Linked DNA regions of Mus musculus: regions 1 and 3 are each linked to region 2. A link is a contact called in public promoter capture Hi-C data. All regions are on one chromosome and are shown on one strand. The core of a region is the stretch at or near the end of the contact, and the rest is flanking DNA. Distances in the headings are between cores, read along the strand shown. Region 1 overlaps Gpr68 (G protein-coupled receptor 68). Region 2 overlaps Ccdc88c (coiled-coil domain containing 88C). Region 3 overlaps Dglucy (D-glutamate cyclase).

Region 1 (3,726 bases), core at 812-3,311, 69 kb after region 2:
ATGGGTGGAGGGATAAATGAATGATGAATGGATGCATGGATGGAGGGATAAATGAATGATGAATGGATGCATGGATGGATGGATGCATGATGAATGGATGGATACATGGATGGATGATTGATTGGTGGATGGATAGATGGATGGATGATGGATAGAGATGAATGATTGTTGGATGTATACATGATAGACGGATGGATGGATGGATGGATGGATGGACAGATGGGTGGATAATGGGTGTGGGATGATAGGGGATAGATGAGTGAGTGAGCGAGCGAGTGAGTGAGTGAGTGAGTGGTTGAACAGCCATTTTTTTTTTACTTGATTAGATTTGTGGTTTGGAAAATGGCTTTTGGTAGTAACTTGAAGACTTGAGCCTGACTTAAGGCAGTTGCACTGACTTCAGGAAAGAAGTCTTGATCAAGCCTGGTGAGAGAAAGGAAGAAAAGAGAGATACTTTCAAACACTTAGTTGAAAATTCTAGGGCTGGTGAGGTGGCTCAGTGGGTAAGAGCACCCGACTGCTCTTCCGAAGGTCCGGAGTTCAAATCCCAGCAACCACATGGTGGCTAACAACCATCTGTAACAAGATCTGACGCCCTCTTCTGGGGTGTCTGAAGACAGCTACAGTGTACTTACATATAATAAATAAATAAATCTTTAAAAAAAAAAAAAAAGAAAATTCTACAAGTTGGCAGTTCACTTAAGTGAAAGATGATGGGGAAAGCCAAAGGCCACCCATTCATGGTGAATCACTGGGCAAGGGGGGACATCTTTTCTAAGGACAGGTTAGTGGACAAAATGTTGTACCAAGTCTGGACCCCACTGAGCATGTCCTGTGGCACGGCAGGAGTGGTTTGTGCAGCCTCCAGCCTTGGGAGAGCAACGGGAGCCATCAGTGTGCAATGGGGTTGGAATCATGGAAAGCATGCCTGGAATAACAAGAGTGAGCAGACACTGAATATGACAGGGGTGAAGAGACACCCTTGCATCCACCAGACACTGCCTCTCTTGGCAGTGATTAGTGTGTGTGGCCTTCCTGACTTCTGGGCATGGAGGTTTGCTGGGGGTGGGAGCACCTTCTCATTTTATTTAAGTCTCCCATGCATGTACCCTGGCCTGTGAACATTGCATGTTTCACAAATACCTGCTCCAGGAATCCTGGAGGTACTGGACTGTTGGGCAAACTGTCTCTTTGGACCTTATGTCTAAAAAGAAAGAAGGAAGGAAGGAAGGAAGGAAGGAAGGAAGGAAGGAAGGAAGGAAGGAAGGGAAGGAGGGAGGGAAGGAAGGAAGGAAGGGAGGGAGGGAGGGAGGGAGGGAGGGAGGGAGGGAGGGAAGGAGGGAGGGAGGGAGAAAGAGAGAAAGAGAGAGAGAGAGAAAGAAAGAGAGAAAGAGAGAAAGAAACCAAACAACAAACAGGGTTGTGAAGGTGGAGCAGAGTACAGAGTGGAACCTTAATATAGTAAACATTTTGCAAGCTAAAGGGACACTCGCAGTCACCACCCATGAGGGCCACTGGAAGAAGCAGAAGCAGCCTAGAAATGCCCAGGACCTGTGCCCTTGTTCTGCCCAAAGTTCCCGCTGGGTTTTAAGTGCCTTCCAAGTACCTCTGCTCCCTGCTTCAGGGACTCACAAAAGGAGGTTTTGCTCAGAATCTGAGCCCATGACCTTCTAGATGCTTCTTCTGGTGCCTCACTACTCTAAAGGTGTGACCCATGGTCCAGCAAACCTGCATCTCCAGCATCTCCTAGGAGCTTGTGTGAGATGGAAGTTTTTAAAGTACCTTTCTCAGACTCAGCCAGTTTGGAAACTCTGGAATAGGAGTCTCTGCAATGTTTTAAAACCTCCAGTGGATTCCAATGCAGACAGTTCAAGAACTGTTGTTCTTTTTGATCCAAAGTGAACGTGGGAGGTGCCTCAGCCTAACTGTAGTCGGTGCTGCTTCTTGGCTACGCAGGCTTGAACATTTCTGACTTTGGTTGCAAGAAGTAGCTTACTGCTGGCGTAGGAAAAAGGAAGCTATAAACCTCACCCCGCCCTACCCCACACGTCCATACACTCACCACTAGTAAACAACAGAGTGGGGCCTGGTGACTATCAGGGAATTTCCAAGACCTGACAGGACATGTTTCAAGACGGAGGCTTTGTCTGTTCTGGTCTGTGGGATCCTGAAGCCTGTGCTCCTCACCCTCTTTTCTCTCCAATTTCATGTGGTGTGTGTGTGTGTATGTATGCATGTGTGTGTATTTATGTATGCATGTGTGTATCTGTGTGCATGTGTGTATGTATGTCTCTCTGTGTGTTCATGTGTGTGCTATCTGCGTGTGGAGCCCCAATATTGATGCCAGGAGTCATCTCCAGCCATCTTCCTCTAAATCCAACACAGGGCCCCCTGAAATGGCTGGCCCGCTTGTTCTTGGCACCTTCTATCTCTGCTATTCAAGACTAGAATTACAGGTGGTTTGCCATGCTCACCTGTCATTCACATGTGCTCTGGGGTATCTGAACTCTGATACTAACACTTATGGCATGTGTGTGAAAGTCAGAGGATAACTGTGGGACTCCAGTCTCTCCTTCCACCATTTGGGCCAAGGGGCTTAAACTCAGGTCGTCATGCTTGCCTTTGCAAGTTGAGCCATCTCACTGGTCCAAGTCTCCCCTTTTGAACCCCACTATTATTACCTGAAAAAAAAAACGAGAAATGACCCTTCCTAGTCTTCTAAGAAGCCCCTAACCAGTCCACACTGCAAGGGCAGGGGAGTCAAGGTGGGTGCCAGGGAAGGTCTTTCCAGGAAATGACAGTTACCATATCTCTAGAAGAGAAGGAGCAGGTACTGTGGTGGGCGGTGCCATAGTGAGTCAAACTTTGGGAAGGAGTGACTAGGCAAGATCCAGGTGAAGGGACTGAGGACAGAAGGCAAGTCCTGTGCCTGGGTGGCAGGCAAGGTTGGGGAGTTGATACCAGTTTGTGGGCCTCGTGGATCCGGCAAGGGTGCTTGGATTTTAGTCTAGGTGTGAGAAAGTCTTGGTGTTTAGTCTAGGTGCTTCCAAGTGTGTAGAGCAAGGAATGATTTGGGATGCTTCTCCAGAGGCTGGCGATGACTGGCGTGGGCCTGGGTGGGAGGTCTGGGATGGGGTTGAGTAGAGGCAGAGATGAGGTGGAGAGGAGAGCTAGGGCAGAGGGCGGAGAGGATCTGGAGGTGCTTCTTTGAGGAAAGAAGAAGTTGGCTGGGATGAGAGGAGGGAAGAGCTTGCGTGGAGGAGGGGGCTGGGCTTCTTGTATGAGTTAGAGGGAGTTGGAATCCAGGTGACAGAAAGGGTGGCTTTGGACCAGACCCATCCCCTGCTCATTTAAAAACTAAGGAGAATTCTGGTCCCTTTATCCAGGAAAAGTGATTACACTGTGGTCTACCTTATCCTAAGGGCACATATCCAACACCCCCAGCAGATGCCGAAAACCACAGATGTGTAGAACTGACTTCTATTTACACCATGAGTTATCAAACACGTATGAACCTATACACACGATAGTTTAATTTGTATATTAGACATAGGAGGACGTGGGCAACAACTAGTAATAAAGTAGAATAATTACAAGAGTATACTGCAATGAATTTATGTGAATATGGTTTTTTCCCTTCAAAATGTCATTTTGTTTTTAGACAGAATTTTACTATCTGAGGACAGAAGGCAAGTCCTGTGTCCTCAAGGTGGGGGTGGCAGGCAA
Region 2 (3,507 bases), core at 51-2,550:
TGGGCACTTAACTGTCCTTGACACTTGTGGGACCTGACTTTTATGTTGCCTCTGCAAAAGTAACCACTCTTCTGCAAGGGTGAACACAGGTGTGTCCTTTTCAAGGGGTCCTCAGTGGCTCTCATGTTGAGCATTGGCATGCCATACCTATCACAGCACTTGAAGCTGCAGAGACCTACTTAGAACCAACAAGTACCCATCACCAGAGCGCCTGTCTCAGCACAGTGTTCCTTGTGTCCCTATGCTCAGAGAGTGTTCACTGAGACCTCAGACTTCCTTTTTTTTTTTTTTGGTTTTTTGAGACAGGGTGTCTCTGTATAGCCCTGGCTGTCCTGGAACTCACTCTGTAGACCAGGCTGGCCTCGAACTCAGAAATCCACCTGCCTCTGCCTCCCAAGTGCTGGGATTAAAGGCGTGTGCCACCACGCCCGGCTCCAGGACTTCCTTCTTGACCTAAGTAGAAATGTTATAGCTCTCTCTCTGTCTGGCAGGAAGCATGCTGTCACCTGCAGAGGAGAGAGGAGATACTGCGCGTCTGAGGCCAGTCAGACCCGTCCTCACACTTTTCCCTCTTTCTGCCCTAGGATCGGGATGCAGACAAGAAACAAATTGAGAAGCTGCTGGAAGAATACATGGTTCTGGAGATGGCTCAGAAGCAGAGCATGAAAGAGTCGGCCCACCTTGGCTGGGAACTGGAGCAGCTGTCCAAGAACGCAGACTTGTCCGACGGTAGGCAGCGCCTGTGCCCGGGGTCCAGCCCCGTCTCAGCCACTGCTGCTTACCCCGGAGCTGAGCCTTTGGCTCCGAGTCTTCCTAGCAACCCACCCACATTTACACAACTAAATGTGATTTCCTCAAGTGCCATTTGGAGCTGTTTCATTATAGCTCTCCCCAGGGGAAATGTAAGTGGCCTGGCAGCCCCAATGTCTGGAAGTAAACTACAAATGAAGTGTTGGGATTTCTTGGTTTCCCATATGCACTCTCAGGAGCTTCCAGATCACAGCTCTCTTCGCGATGACAGAAAGCCCTGACACCAGGAAGTGTCCCCAGTGGTCACTAATCCTTATTATAAATGTACCCCGGACATTATTTGCGCTGTTCATTTACATAATTGGGCAGGATGGCTGCTGCTTATCCCATCTCCCTGGTGGCAATGCTAAGTGGTGGCGGCTGCTCCCCAGTCCCAGGCTCTTTATGGATCTTCCCTGCTGGGGGGGGGGGGGGGGGGAGTCCTCCTTCCTGGCAAGTGCTGCTGCCCTCTGCTGGTACCCTGAGATAAGGTGTCCATTATGGGAAGGGTGTGGGACCCCAGTCAGCACTGCAGCAGGAAGCTCCAGAGCCCAACAAACAATAAGCCAATTCCTGTGTTTGAAAATAGCCTTGTTCACCTTTCCCATGCACCCGATGGCAAGTTAGTGTTGACTTAGCACTTTAGAGAGCCGGTGGGGGCGGTTGGCTTATTGTAGGTTTGAAAGATGCTGATAAAAGGTCCCTGAGAATACTGCCAAGGTTATTTCTTCCAGTGCTCTTACCAGCTCTGAACTTGAAAGGATTGAGTTAACTTGTGTCTGTGGACACTGAGTTGTGTCTGCTTTGGTGCCTGTGTACTGAGCTGAGTGAGGCGACTGGGAGCCACACCGGGTGGGAAAAGCATTGTCTCTCCTGTGAAGTTTCAAGTCTGCCCCCTGGTGGGCTGGAGAAGCAGTTCACACCCTCAGGGCCTGCTTCAAAGGCCCGAACAGTTCACACTGCTTGGTATAGTTTATGAACCCGTTAAGGTTCAGACATGGACATGTTTTATTTATTCTATTATTATTGTTATAAAATTTCATTTATTTATATGTGTATGCGTATGCGGAAGTCAGGAGAATTTGTGGGAATTGGTTCTTCCTTCACCATGTGGTGCTGGGCTCAGACCCAGGTCATCAGGTTGTGTGACATCCATGCCTTTTGACTCACTGGTCACATGACTTATGTGTTTGTTTTGGCCACGTATATAGTCTAGAGGGTCTTGGATCTCTTGGAACTGGAGCTACGACTATGAGCTGCCATGTGAGTGTTGCGAACTGAACGCAGGTCCTCAAGAACAGCCAGTGCTCCTAACTGCTGAGCCGTCTCTCTGGGCTAGTGACTTATTCTTAATGATAGTGTTGGTTAGTCTCACTATGCTGCCCAGACAGGCTTCAAACTCCTGGGCTCAGGTGATCTCCTGCCCCATTCTCCTGAATAGCTAGGGTTGAGCTGTGCCTGCCTCTAATGTTTCAGATTGTTCTTCTTGGATGGAGGATTGAAGTCAGTGCCTCGAACATACTGAGCGCACCCCTTACCACTGAGCAGCGCCTATGGCCTCTCAGAAAGACTTGGAAAGGCCTGGCCTAAGGAGCAGGTTTCGTGCTTGTTAGCCGAGTAACCTGGAGTGATACCAAGCCCTTAAACTGTAGCTTGCATCATCATGCCGAGTGGACATGTGAGGAGACAGGCTTTAGCCTTACCTGGCCTCATTTATGTTGTTGTGAGTCTTGGTTGCTGGGTGGTCTGATGAGTAAGCCTTTGTGCTCAGCGTGGAGCTTGCTTTAGTTAGTGGCAAGCCACTTGCTATTGGTACCGTTGTTAAGCTGTAGGAACGTGAATATTATTCTGTCCCAAGTCTCGGTATGGAAGAATGAGAAAGATGGACCCTGCTGATGGTGGCCAAGCCGTGCATGTCCCTAGTGCCGTGGTGGTGAACCTTTAAAAATGCCGAACATGAGGCCAGTGAGACAGCTCAGCAGGTAAAGCTGTGTGCTGCCAAGCCTGATAACCTGAATTCGATGCCTAGGAAGAGAGGCAACTCCTACAACTTGTCCTCTGTGTCCACGTGCGTGCGCGCACACACACTAAAATATTAAAAACATATAAAATGGTAAATTTATATAGATTTCACCATTATCAAAATGACCTCCACACATATGTTGCAGAAATATGTCCAAATGGCCACAGGTTGAGTTAGTGAACTTTTATTTTAGGATAAGGGACTTTATACTTAGGTTCTTTTTTTTTTAATTATTTTTTAATTAATTAAAATATAATTAGATCATTTCCTCCCTTTGGTTTTCCCCTTTGGTTTCCTCTCTCCAACTCTTCTTATGCATCCCCTTGCTTTCTTTCAAATTTATGGCCTCTTTCTTTAACTGTTGTTTTACACACACACACTCACACACAGAGCTAAATATATAAGCGCACTCTACCTTGTCCACACACTGTTGCTTGTTTGTGTGTTTGTTGGAGTTCTTCCTTGGAGACGGCTCTTTCTCCTGCTTTCAGCTCCCCTTAGTTGCCTGTAGTTCTTTGTCTAGGTTGAGGTCCCATGCATGTCATTTCCCACTTGCATGTTAGCTTGGCTGCTGGTGTTGTCCTGTTCAGGTCTTTTTAGGCAGCCATGATGCGGCTTCACGGTGTAGCTTCTGTGACATTTACTCCTGGCTCCTGCAACCAGTCTTCTCGCCCCCTCTTCTGCTGTGAACAATT
Region 3 (3,609 bases), core at 50-2,549, 86 kb after region 2:
AGGCAAGCCCCAAGTCTGGATCAGAGAGACTCTAACTCCTATTTTAGCTCTGTCTCTTATTGGTGGTCTTGGCAAGACTACCACCTAGAGCCCACCAGCTCCCTCTATGGAAAGAATAATACCAAGCCAGAGAGGTTCCAAATTCACCAGGAAAGAGGCCAGAGGGACTGCATAAAACATCATGAAGAAAAAGAAAAGCAGCTATAAGGCCCTCTAAATATGGGGGATTTCTGCAATGGGAGGAGGGGGTCAGAGCACCAGCCTTTGGCTGGCTGGGAGACATCTCAATTTTCTGTCTGAGTCGTCACTTGTGTGACCAGGACAGTAAGGACTCTGACCCCCACTCCTGACCAGAACCTGGATGCTGGCTTCCATGGATCAAGCGTTTCTTTCTTATGACAGTGCTGACTGTCATTAGATGACACTTTACAAAGACTCAGTCTCTGAGAGGGAAAAGCAAGTTGCTGAAAGTCAAACTAGAAAGGAAAGGATCTCGCTGAACAGGTCTTACATAAGACCTGAGGTAGATCCAACCAAGGATTGTCTGAATCTGTGGCTCAGACTGGCCCCGCAGGGAGACATTCCCTCTAGGCTAGCTTTGGATAGCACGGTGGTTGTGGCTTGGAGCGCTCAGGCCTGATTAGTTCTCATTCAGCAAGGAAGTTGTATCTTGGCCAGCGGCTTGCTGGAGTGTATTACCTTAGCGACAGATGGCAGGGCCTGGATCCAGCTCTGTTCCCCAGCTCTCCTGGAAGGTCCAGTTGCCCTCCTCAGGTAGCGCTCATGGACTTGACATGAGTTCAGAATATACAGTGCACAGGCCAGGGCGTAGCCTCCCCAGTTAGAAACACCTAGAATGCAAAAGGAAAAAATGTTCCATCACAGAACTGTAAAGATCCTGGGCTCCACTGGTCTGCCTCCAAGCAACCGGTGTCACCTCAGAGCACTGGCAGAAAGAGCAGGCACCAGGATGACCTAGGGACTTGCTGCAAGTTCTTGGGCCTCAGCCCAGACCTCCTAGATCAGAATTTCTGCAAGATTGCTGGGGTGCGGATAAGTTTTAGGGAGCCCTGTAGGTATACTTGATTCAAGAAAAAGTTTGAGAACCATTGCTTGAAGCTATTAGGGCTGTCCCACGTTAATGACTGTTAGAGGAAAAGCCACTTCTCACAGAAAGCCATTCCAGAATTCCCAACATGAAAGCACTGCCCAAGGGCTGCTCTCAACCCCTAGGCTACACAGAAGCCTGTCCCCTGAGGCATAGAGCAGACAGCCTGCCAATTGAGGCTTGCCATTTCTCTGTGCAGAAGACCATCCCTAACTCACCCTCAGACCGACCTCCCTAGTCTGCCAGCCAGGCCCCAGGGCTCATTTCCCACAGCAGAGTCTATTTTGTCTATTCTCTGACACCTGTTTGAGTTCTCAGTCCTGTCAAAGACTGATGGGGGCTGTTAAGCTCTAGGCTCTGCATCATTAAGGAAGAAAGGAGGATAAGACAGCTCAGTGGGTAAAAACTCTAGCTGTCAAGTTTGGTGACCCAAGTTCAGTCCCCAGGACCTATACAGTGGAAGGAGAGAACTGATTCCTGCAAGTTGTCCTCTGACTTACACACACACACACACACACACACACACACACACACACACACGCTCGCTCGCTCGCTCGCACAGATGCACACACAAATAGATAACTATCTCTTTTAAAGGAAGAGGATCATCAGATGGAGGAGAGAGGTGTGCACATAGCCAGCCTCAGGGTAAGACGATCATCAATGAGATGCTTGCAAAGGATTCTGGGGTCACTAGAAGAGAGACCAGTTACTCTGTTTGGTTCAGGAAAAAGTCACAGAAAAGAGTCATTGGATGTGAATTTTATGATCTGGGTAGAATTCAACTGGAGAGAGAGTGGAGCTGTGCAGTGGGAGGAGCCAGGTAAGCAAACGTACAAACACAAACCCCAGGGAGTACAAAGGGATACAGCCAAACACGGCCAAGGAAGACTACTATATCATAGTTACACTCGAATCTCTGACACTGGTAGATGTCTATGTCTCTGGTCGCGTCTTACAGCTGTCATCAGCTGGCTTGTCAGGGCTATACAAATCGTGGGGGCTGCGTCATCAACAGAACACTCAAGGGAAAAGCGATTCTTGCTTTGGTTGAATAATCTAGTCTGCCATCCTGCTGCAGATGGCTTGTGTGTCTTAGCTCCTGGAGTCCTTAAAGCAAACCAACGAGGCATAGCATCATTGTCTACATGTGAGCAACTCAGAAACAGACACAGAAGGGAAAAGATCACACAGCGAGTGAGTTGTAGACATATGATGTAATTCAAGCTATTCCCTTCAGAGCTCACATTCCTTTTTCTTTTAAAAAATGATTTTTTAAAGTTTTTTAATTGTGTTAAAATCTACGTGACATGAATATATTATTAAAACACCAGATGGATCCTTCCCTGTTCTCACACCAGCAACAGAGAGGGTAATGTGACCACTGAGGGTGTGGGGGTCTCTCTCTGCCAGGAATCTCACAGTTTTATAGCAGCAGATAGCTAACCCAAGTGTGCTCCAATCCAGTTCAGTTGCACCTCAATGTCAGAGCCCATGGGCTTGCCAGAGGTCTTGGTCTCTAAGACTGCCTCCTCCTCTTTTGATTCCAATGTTGAACCCCAGGTTGCTCATCATAGCCTCTGACTGACTGTGAGGGTTCCTGAAAGCTCATATTGGATTTAATTACCTTGCTTCAACAGCCACAGGGGAAGGCTGTTTTATTACAGAGGATGTTATGAAAGATCTAGATGAAAAAAATGTACTGGTAAGGCACACAGAAATGGGCCTGGTGCTTGCTCTGGTTGCTCTGTCCTCCAGGAACAGCATGTGTCTGGCCACCTGGGAGCTCTCTGAACTCTTTTGGGCTTTGGTGGAGAGCTGTGTTAGCAGACAGAGTGGAAAGCAAAACCAGCTTTCTTGGCCTCTTCTTTGCCTCTCTGTGCAGCATCCTTCTTACTGGGTGGGGAACAGGACTCTCCGGACCTGGATGGTCTTATGATCTATCAGACAAGGGTAGATTGGAGAATTTCTTTGTGGCTGCCTAAAATGGGAGTATATTCTCACTCTGGGGAAGAGAAATTCTAGTTTCTATGGTCTGCCTTGGAGAGGGAGTTATATAAACTTAGATCCATGGGTGAAAACAAAGAAATTTTCTTTCTTCCTTTCTTTCTTTCTTTCTTTCTTTCTTTCTTTCTTTCTTTCTTTCTTTCTTTCTTTCTTTCTTTCTTTCTTTCTTTCTTCCTTCCTTCCTATCTATCTATCTATCTATCTATCTATCTATCTATCTATCTATCTAGTATGTATGTATGTATTATCTATCTACCTACCTATCGTCTATCTGCCTATCTATCATCTTCTATCTATCGAAAAATAATCACATTAGAATTCACCACTTTAGCCATCTTTAAGAGTATAGTCAGGCTCTTCGGATCCCAGGTGCTGCAGGAGCACGGGTTACCGTGCAGACATGGCGAAGTTCAAGAGCCACACCACACATCACCAGTTCCACAAATGGCACAGAAATGGCATCAAGAAACCCCGGTTGCAAAGATACGAATCTC

What was found. Capture Hi-C pulls out chosen DNA fragments and counts their contacts.
Region 1: a contact with region 2 is called in a promoter capture Hi-C map of adipose tissue. The contact joins two enhancer-like sites. A contact is called at or near these places in 1 of 39 promoter capture datasets (macrophages) and 3 of 9 other capture datasets (adipose tissue, liver and pancreatic islet).
Region 3: a contact with region 2 is called in a promoter capture Hi-C map of adipose tissue. The contact joins two enhancer-like sites. A contact is called at or near these places in 4 of 9 other capture datasets (adipose tissue, embryonic stem cells, liver and 1 more).

Annotation. Positions count from the first base shown.
Region 1 is chr12:100,881,711-100,885,436 of GRCm38.p6, reverse strand. All of the region lies in intron 2 of Gpr68 (G protein-coupled receptor 68), which reads left to right. Among named protein-coding and RNA genes, the nearest start is that of Gm36572, 10 kb to the left of the region's middle. Within about 2 kb of position 2,061, at least 68 of the 459 cell types and tissues checked have an H3K27ac peak or open chromatin away from gene starts, as enhancers often do. A contact at or near this core is called in adipose tissue, where this site is marked.
Region 2 is chr12:100,950,509-100,954,015 of GRCm38.p6, reverse strand. It overlaps Ccdc88c (coiled-coil domain containing 88C), which reads left to right. Exons shown (of 30, transcript NM_026681.5): 12 at 585-729. Among named protein-coding and RNA genes, the nearest start is that of A630072L19Rik, 14 kb to the right of the region's middle. Within about 2 kb of position 1,300, at least 38 of the 459 cell types and tissues checked have an H3K27ac peak or open chromatin away from gene starts, as enhancers often do. A contact at or near this core is called in adipose tissue, where this site is marked.
Region 3 is chr12:100,864,346-100,867,954 of GRCm38.p6, reverse strand. It overlaps Dglucy (D-glutamate cyclase), which reads right to left. Exons shown (of 13, transcript NM_145448.5): 12 at 700-851. It also overlaps the pseudogene Gm8482. Among named protein-coding and RNA genes, the nearest start is that of Gm36572, 28 kb to the left of the region's middle. Within about 2 kb of position 1,299, at least 16 of the 459 cell types and tissues checked have an H3K27ac peak or open chromatin away from gene starts, as enhancers often do. A contact at or near this core is called in adipose tissue, where this site is marked.